Linked DNA regions of Zea mays: region 1 is linked to region 2. A link is a contact called in public Hi-C data. All regions are on one chromosome and are shown on one strand. The core of a region is the stretch at or near the end of the contact, and the rest is flanking DNA. Distances in the headings are between cores, read along the strand shown. Region 1 holds the start of LOC100501516 (probable sucrose-phosphate synthase 5). Region 2 holds the start of LOC100304316 (PHD finger protein).

The links. Hi-C and Micro-C count contacts between places; a contact is called where the count stands out from the background.
Region 1: a contact with region 2 is called in a Hi-C map of ear, with 2.5 times the contacts expected there. The contact joins the promoter of LOC100501516 here to the promoter of LOC100304316 in region 2. A contact is called at or near these places in 2 of 25 Hi-C or Micro-C datasets (ear and endosperm).

What each region holds. Positions count from the first base shown.
Region 1 is chr4:11,544,510-11,549,057 of Zm-B73-REFERENCE-NAM-5.0, forward strand. It overlaps LOC100501516 (probable sucrose-phosphate synthase 5), which reads right to left and starts at 2,182. Exons shown (of 11, transcript XM_008679801.1): 1 at 1,757-2,182; 2 at 1,533-1,622; 3 at 981-1,228; 4 at 814-877; 5 at 1-679. The coding sequence starts at 1,996.
Region 2 is chr4:11,283,126-11,287,918 of Zm-B73-REFERENCE-NAM-5.0, forward strand. It overlaps LOC100304316 (PHD finger protein), which reads right to left and starts at 2,353. Exons shown (of 6, transcript NM_001165758.1): 1 at 2,162-2,353; 2 at 1,878-1,972; 3 at 1,679-1,793; 4 at 1,073-1,288; 5 at 1-399. The coding sequence starts at 1,887.

The sequences.
Region 1 (4,548 bases), core at 932-3,431, 260 kb after region 2:
CCCTGCGGCGGCGCACCCGGAGCTTGCGCTCCACCATGAGGTCGAAGCCGTCGTAGAGGCCCCACTGCTCCTCGATCTCCTGCTTGGTGCTGGTGACCACCATATCGGCGGCGTCGAGGCCGGTCTCCTCGGCCTCGATTCGGCGCGCGATCCGGTAGGTGCCCTGGATCTCGGCGCGCGGCATGCGGCCCAGCTTGAGCAGCTGCTCCAGCTTGTTCCGCCCCAGGGAGTGGCCCGTCATGACCATGGGCACGTTGAGCGCGCTGGCCAGGTGCGCCGCCGCCTCCGCCGCGTCCGCGTAGTGGCCGTGGACCACGTACGGCCACACCGGGGCGGCCGCGCCCGCGCCCGCGCCGGCGTCGGGCTGCTGCTGCTGCTGGTCCCCCAGCGCGCGCGCGACGTTGGTGACGTGCGCCAGCGCGCGGTCCACGAACTCGGGGATGTGCGGCCACAGGGACTCCTTGGGGAGGTACTTGTCGCGGGGCCCGCACGGGAGGCGCACGATGTAGGCCCCGCCGCCGCTGCCGTCGCCGTCGTCGGCCTGATGGGTGATCATCTCGACGGGCTCCCCGTAGGTCCAATCGACGTCCGGGCAGGAGATCTGGCGCGTGAGTAGGTCCACGCGGTGCACGCCGGCGGTCGCCGCCAGCGCCCGGGCCAGCTCCACCACATACTTCACCTGGACGTGAATGAAACGACGCAAGAAAAGGATGGCAAAGCGGCACAGGTAGTATAGCCTTCATTGGAAAAAAAAATCTTTTTTTTTGTTGGAACGGCTCTGTTCTTGGTGCCTAGGGGAAATTCGAGACGGACCTGCCCCCCGGTGTCAGCGTCACGGCCGAGCTCCATGTTCTCGCCACGGACGAGCCCGTGTATGCTGCAACGCAACAACAACAGCAACCAAATTATGGCGTCGTGTCAAGCAGCGAGTGATCCCCCGGAGCCGCCGGACAGCAACGGATCACATGGTTAATTAATACCTGATGAGCACGATGTAGAGGTTCCTGTCGTCCTTGCCGCCGTCCCCGCCCTCGTCGTCCGACACGATCCGGGCCTCGGACCCGATCCTGGCGATCCGGCCGTCGGGCGCCGCCACCGACACAGGCTGCTGGGCGGCGTCGGGGGCGCCGTCCTTCTCGCCATCGGAGAGCTCCTCGGCGGCCTCCCGGCTGCCCAGCTCCTGCTCCAGGCGCCGCTGCGCCAGCTGCCGCGCGTACTCCCGTTGCACCTGCTCGTGGTTATTGTACAAAAAGTGAAATACTAGTTCAGTACAGGGGGAGACGAGACGTGTCAATCAACAACGAAAAAGAAAACAGTTGACAATCGGAGACGCCAGGTGCCTGCCTGCCTGCCCTATGGGCCAGGATAACAACTGCGCGAAGCTGGAGATCATCTCTGTTTATTTTTTTTCGGAGGACAAACCACGCATGCAGACGAAGAACTTGAACGAGTCCGAAAAAAAAGCAGAGCAGGCGCGCCATGCGCGGACAGACAGACTGCACCTCCGCCGAACGAAAGCAGTAGCACCGTACCTGCTTCTTCTTCCTCGCGACGTGCCAGATCCTCCAGCACAGGTTCACCAGCCGGTTGCTCCGCTCCTGGCTGTTGCGCATCGCCACCACCTGCTTGCGACGAGAATCGGTCACCGCTGCTCATGAGGCGAGACGGACGGATCACCGGGGACAGGCGCGGCCTGCCGATCGGCTCGCCGCCAGCGTACGCGCGCTGTCTCTCTTTCCCTCTAGTATCTACGCACCTTGGTCCACGTCTTGTGGAGGTCGCGGTCGTCGAAGCGGCTCACCACCTCCTCCACGAAGTAGCGCGTCGGGCTGTACGCCGCGGCGCCCTGCTGGCCGCCGGCCTCCGCCAGCAGCCTCGGCAGCGCGGCCGTCAGCGAAGCCGCGCCGCCCTGCTGCTGCCACGGCCCGCGCAGCCTCGTGCCCGCGTCCAGGATCGCCTCCAGGTACCCGTTGATCCACTCGTTCCCCGCCGCCATGGTCGCCGCCTCTGCTCCTCCTCCTCCTCGCTGCCGCGGCGGCGGCGCCGGCCTCGACTCAAGTACAGCACAGAACGATTGCTGGTCGGGTTATATATGCATGTATTACCTGCAGCAGTTCAGCTCCTTCCTCCTTTGCTGCTGGCGTCCGTCGAGGAGTCCGCGCAGAGGAGAGAAAGCGGCCACCTATATATATATGCTATTATAGGGTCGAGGAGAGCATGTTGTTTCCCCCCAATTTTTAAACAGATATATAAATCGATACAAAATTCAAAAATTGAAAAAAAAAGATATAATAAACCTTTATTTCCATAGTGATATGGAATATTTCCTTTATTCCTTCCTTTGCGGTGCTTCGTTTTTTCACAGAAAAAATATAAGAATTCTATTATTGGTGGCCGTAGGATTCTTGGGTATTTATCTACCTATATTATCCCGGCGATGGGAGAGGAATAAAGCGAAAGAGATTTTCAGCGGCAGTGCCCATGCGGTGCGGTGACCGGCGATCGACTGCACCACAAGTGGCATGGGGGCGGCGGCGGCGTCGCCAGGGCAATGCAAATGCTAAGCTGCGTGCATGGCATTGGCACACGTTTCCACGGCACCTCACATATATGCCTCGAATATGCCCACCCTAATTATATCCTACGTACTACATAATTACAGAATTAGTAGGAACTGCTAAGCCGTGACACGTTTTTTGGTCGGCGGCCACGCCATGGACCTGCAGCACGCGGTAGTCCTTTTGCTACTGTAACTTGTAGGAGAAGGGGAAAAAAACCCTGTATCAAATTACTGGCAGCCGTAGCTGACTAGCTGTAGCCGAACATGCATCTTCTTCTCCCTGTCTCTTAATTAGGATCCGTTGAACGTTCTCTGATGTGTGTATATTACCATATATCATCTTAATTGTAACGTCTCGAGGACCATTCCGAAATTGACACGAAGGTACGTTGGGCACTGCTGTAGCTCCAACAACAGACGAGCTAGAAAAAATCATACTCCCCCCGTTCCGATAGTAGTTTTCGCTCCGACAAATAAATTTATGTGCGTGTTGTATGCTTCGAACGGTGTACGCGGTAGGCGTGAGATTTATACTAGTTCGACAAATAAATCGTCATACCAGGGGTTGGATCCCATATGGATTGTGATCCGTCGTCTTATTTCGTCGGCCTCAGAGGGTGGGGCTAACCCATGCTCATTGTCGGACGCAGGACGAAAATTCATAGGGGGACAAAAATACCACATGAGAGTCATGGTTTCCTAGTTCGCCAAGCCCGTCGACCGCAGGGGACAAGCCATATCGTTGCGACGAGCGAGATCTAGCTTGTCGAGCAGATCGACGTCACGATAAAAACAGGACAAGGGACGGAGGCACCAGGAAGAGGCGCAGTCGGGTGGCGTCGCATCGGGAATGGGTCGACGGCGGAAACGGGGCAGCGAGCAGACTGGTTTAGGTGGTGTCGGGAAGATTAGGGTCAGACTGATAGATGCAAGGACTGGACCGAGAGGATCCGACGAGCAGGCTCATAACATGGTTGTTTTACACTACAGGAAACTAGTTAAAGAACGTGGGTGACAAACCGTCGAACTTAATGTAATAAGCCGACAAACTTACAATAAGAACGTGGGTTTACCGACGAATATAGCCGACGACGATTTTTGGACGAACTTAGAAAAGTAAGCGTGGGTACCCACGTTCTTAACATTAAGAACGTGGGTACCGTCCAACTTAACGTTAAGAACATGTGTTTTTAAGTTCGACGGGGACCGTCGAATTTGCTGTCATAAGTTCGACGGTGCCCGCGTTCTTAATGGTTAAGTTCGTCGGGGCCACGTGGCCGACGAACAATTTACAATTTTGTAGGGTTTAGGGTTTAGAGCCCTACAAACATATCAACAATGAGATATATCAAGTACTCGAAAATTAGATGATAATACTATTACATACGTAGAAGAAAAGAAAATAAAACAAATTAAATACCTGGAACAACATAGAGGATGTATCCCCACCACCTGAACCCCTAGTCGACCGTGACCTCGAGGAGTCACCACAGTCTCCGCGCTTCTTCCCTTTGAGCTTGTCCATGACCCTCATCATCTGCACAAATTTCATAATTGAGTCCATATATATTAAGATTGAAATAGGAATGCATATACAAGAATTTAAATATATATACTTTTCAAAAATCATCGGCATCAGAATCTGCTTCAACAAAATTTTCAAGAATTCTCTGTGACTTACGAGTCCTTGCCCTAGAAGGACTTGGTTCTTCTGCCATCAAATCTATGGTGAGACTAGCTACTTAATTGAGCCCTAAATCCTCAGATATAGTAAATTCTCTATTTTCTGACAGATCGCCTTCTTCTTGATAAATATTAACAGAATCATCATCTTCGTTATTTGTGTTATAATAATCATATCGTAACGGATGGACTTTAGGATTAATTTTATATACAACCCAACAAGACTTCAAGTTCTCATGAGGATATGTTAGATAGTACACCTGTTGCGCTTGATGTGCAAGCACAACATTGCTATACTCGCTGCC
Region 2 (4,793 bases), core at 1,103-3,602:
TTTATTTCCTCGTCAGGCCATGTGTCTTGCACATGGGTATGTGAGTGCTCCTTATGCATTGATCCATAGTGCATATTTGAACTCTTGCTGGTGGCAAGGCCCAGCACATAGAGGAACAGTTCACGAATTGTGGTGAGAGGTTGCTTTGAAAGAGATCGGTAGAATGAAATGGTATCTTGTAGCTGGTTTCGAGGATATCGGGAGTGCGGGAAGAAGTGTGATAATGGAGTTAAGGAAAGGTTGTCCATAGCTTTTAAGTATTCTTCTGATGTAATTCCAAAGCTCCCTTTGTTGAGTTTGAATCCCCATTGGCCATACCATGAATGACCAGTAGTGATGGCATGTAAGATCCGGTAATCTGTTTCATACTTCTTAGAGACATCCATCAAGGAGACCTTTCTGAAATTAAGCTTTGCATGTCAGTTCTGCACTTCCAAGAGACTGTTGCAGGTGAATTTGACTTCACGAATTACAAATTGTATTGTAAATAGCTTCGTGAGATGTGCATAAAACAATTCATACTTCATCTAGAGTTCTATTCAGATGTACAGCAAGTTGCAAACTACTTCTGTTCTGTTGTCATAGTTCATTGGAACTGCTAAAGTAGTCATCTCAAAATGTATTCAAGATTGTTTTCTAATGCCCACACCTCCATTATTTATATCTTAGAAACAGCATTTTCCTGATGTTCTTATCTATCAAACTACAATGTGCTGGGTTGTATTACTCTTATACTTTTATGTTCAGTTCAGTTAAATACTACAGTTGGTTTAAGAAAACAGCCAAGAATGCAGAAGTTTTGATGTCATAATTTGTTTCGTGGTTATGTCAAGCACAAAGTCCAACCTATTATATTCCACAATATTTTTGTCATGGTCAAGAAGAGAGCACACTGGACAGTCTTCTATTTCTGCCAGTGTCCATCCATTTCATAGCTTGAATATAATTGGAAAAGAAAATTGATTTTTGATTCATGCACGCAGTGCATAATCATAAGTATGGCTCATGTGAACTCATAAACTGCTAACCCCGTTGTCACATTGTGGTCAGAAATAAAGGAAATCGGTTTTACCTGACTCTAAGGTATCTGCAGAGCCAATCCCAGAAACCCATCAGTTGAATCCCCGTCAGAAGACTAGAGCCACCCTCTCTGCCATTTATCCGAACAAGGTGACCAAACCCATTGTCATGTACAATACCATGCAGCAAGTGACGTGGATTATCCAACTGCCTATAGTCCCAATCTTCCGGATCATCAGAGGAGATCACATATTTGCATGTCGGGCACCTGATTATCAATGATAAAAATGATCAGTGCTTCTAGAAGCTTGCCTTGATGGAAATGCACATACACATTAAATCAAATAATTTCTTGTTACAGTACTATCTTCTTCACTATTTAAGTTATTGTTGTGAGAGGTTTGATTTTTACTACACTATAGTAGCAATTGTTAATTTTACAAGTAGATCAGCTTACCGTGTTGCAAACAACTGGGCCATAAGCCCACAATGCTTGCAGTTCTAGGGGCTTGCCTAAATGGAAATGCACATGCGCATTGAATCAAACAATTTCTTGTTACGGTACTGTCTTCTTCACTATTTGGGTTATTGTTGTGAGCGATTTGATTTTTATTACACTATAGTAGCAATTCCTAATTTTACAAGTAGATCAGCTTACCGTGTTCCAAACGACTGGGCCATAAGACCACAATGGTCACAATGCTTGCAGGTTTTGTATTCATTCCGAATTATGAAATGGTACCTCCTTCCACAAACAGGGTGTCTACTCCAGCCTATTAAATTGTAAAAGAAAAGGCGATGGTATTGAGATTCTCCGGCCATAACAATCATCATCTCGTTTGATAGAATTTGCTTACCGATTGGCATCTGTAGAAGAAAAAATGTATACACATGTTCAGACGAACACACAGAAGCAGGCCGAGCAGGTTAATGAGGAGTCAGGCTGTCAAGTCTACTAAATTAATTTAGTATAATAACCAGATGCCCTAACCAAGCATATTCATAAGAGATCTAAACGTGTCCCTCCACCCCTACTGGTTTTAATAGTCCACTGATATGAAAAAACAGCTCTGCAAAAATGAACACACTACTGCGGCTGATATGACTATGGAAGGGTCAGCAAACAATACGAGTCACTCACCGGCGACGGTACAGTGATCGCAGTAGATCCGCTCGATCCCAGTTTTAGCGACGTCCTCTTCCACCACCTCCATCACCACGACCACCCCGTTCCCGACTCCAAAGGCTACCTGCCACGCGCCGTCCGCCGGCACCGCGGATCCAGCCAGGAACGACCGTACACAGTCGCGAAACGCACCACGCGGCGGCAGCCCCTCTCCGGCGGCCGGGAACGACAGCAGGACCAGCGGGCGCGGCCCCTCTCCGGCGGCCGGGAACGACCGCAGCTCCAGAGGGCGCGGCACCGCCGTCACCCGAACACGCTTCGAGCGCCCGTTTATCACGGCCATGACCGACGGGATCCTGTTACGGCCTGGGAGGGCGGTCAGATCCGATCGGGTTTGAGAGGACAAACGGCTGGCGTTTGAATCCCGAGAGGGGCCGCGCGGGCGGGATAGGATTATGGGAAGCGCGGGTAGTCAGGACGATTTGGAATTTTGAGCGGCAGAAGTTCGCGCGGTTTGGAATTTGGATCCGTAGTGGAGAATTGGAGGCGGGCGTGTATTTATACCCGGGTCCGGGTGGAGTCGGTTTGTGGCGAGAGATTGACGAGTCTGTCCCTGCTGCCTGCTGGGTCCAGGAGTCGCACGCGTACACGTCTGATATTGATAGCGGCGTGAGCGGGACGGTTGAGATGGAAAGTTTTCGGAAGGTTGAGTTCAATTTGGGAAGTCATACATAAACAAAGTCGCTGGGATAGAAATTGGGAGGGGTGGGGCTGGGCTGGTTTCCGATGGGCCGTGAACGTGAGGTTAGAATAGCAGAGGGATGCCGTTGTATACTTGTATAGCTGGGCCAGACCGTACGCAACAAATAGTCCATGCCACCTTCTTTAAATCAGATATTGTGTGAGTTCGATTCTCTCCCTAATCAGAAAACTAAAATTTTCGACTTCTCTAACAACCACTCAAATTGTTTTTACTGAACAGGTGGTTTTGATTGACATGCGCTAGGCTAGCCGTTGTACACGACACTACAGCGGGGGTCTTGACATTTTAGGGATCTGAGACCAGATTTAAATAAAGGTATTTTTAATTATTTTTAATACATAAATGTTATTATTATAAACACTCAAGATATATATAAACTATTTATATCAAATAATAAATAAGTAAAAATATATGGCCCTGTTTGGGAGAGCTTCACTTCAAGAATTTCAATTTTATTCTAACTTCTTCCACCCAAACAGGTCCAGCTCCACGAGCTTTAGTTTTAAAAAAAATCGAAACTAGAGGCCCGTTTCATAAAATTCATGAAGCTTCTTAGAGGGTGCTTCAAAAACACTGTTTTTATATCTCCTCGTGAAGGTGTGCGAAAATTACCCACCATGCCACTGGTTACGCAACATACAAGTTCCGTTCTCTCTGGCGACAACCCACTAATCATCAAGGATAATCAAGGAAACCCACACAAATCAATTGTACTATAGAAGTTGGAGCCCATATACAAACCAAACGCTCCTGGAACTCACCTTAACAATTTGCTGGAGCTGTTTTATAGTGAAACTGGAAAACCAAAGCTGAAGTTTTTGAAGCAAAGCTCTCAAACAGGCCCTATATTGTATGGTATTACTTTAAAGTATCTTTTAACATGTTTAGATGTGAGTGAGATGTGGGTATATCGTGGTTATCAATTCTTTGGCACTTTGATGCGAGACTATTGGACCATATATTGATAGTTTGACTAGTAAATGTACACAAAAGTTAAAAGTGTGGGTCATTTGGCTCAAATCTTCTAGGTTGTGAAGGATGACGATGATGCTCCCATATTTTTTAAATGGTTATTTCATACTCCAATATTTTTTATCTCTTCACAAAAAAGTTATGGAACATATTGGTTTCTCTTTCTCATATGTTTTTAAGTCTAGAACAAAGTTATAAACATTTTAAGGATGTTTTTCTAGATATATATACATATATATAAGTTTTTTGCTCGTGTCGTGCTTGGCCCCGCACGGCACGATCATCGGCCTACCGTGCTTCAGGCCGAGTCGGACCGGGCCTAACTTTTAGCATCTAGGCACGGCACGACCCAGCCCAAAATTATTTTGTGTCGTGCTGGCTCAAAAAAAGTTATCTCGAAGCACGATCGGGCGGGGCCAGGCCGGCATAGCACGACCCAACTTTCAACTCTAATGGTGGACCAAGGAGCGATGAATGATTAGGAAAACAAAGGGGGGAAAGTTGCAGTGTGAAAGTTTGTTTCTCGACATATTATTGTAGTCGTAGGATATGGAAACTAATTTCGAAGCTTTTTGTAGATAATTCTTTCCACAATGCAGTGAGGAAGCAAATCGTGCTATTATGCCCTTGGAATGTGGCAAACCTGGCAGAAGAATCCATAGAATCATCAGTCAGTGCTAGGGTCGCTAATTCTTAAACTTTGCTCTTGATTCTTTGATAGAGTGATTCCAGTGTTCCACAATGTAGTGAGGAAGCAAATCGTGCTATTATGCCCTTGGAATGCGGCAAACCTGGCAGAAGAATCCATAGAATCATCAATCAGTGCTAGGGTCGCTAATTCTTAAACTTTGCTCTTGATTCTTTGATAGAGTGATTCCAGTGGATTTCCCGTTTGTTTTGTTGGAATTGAAT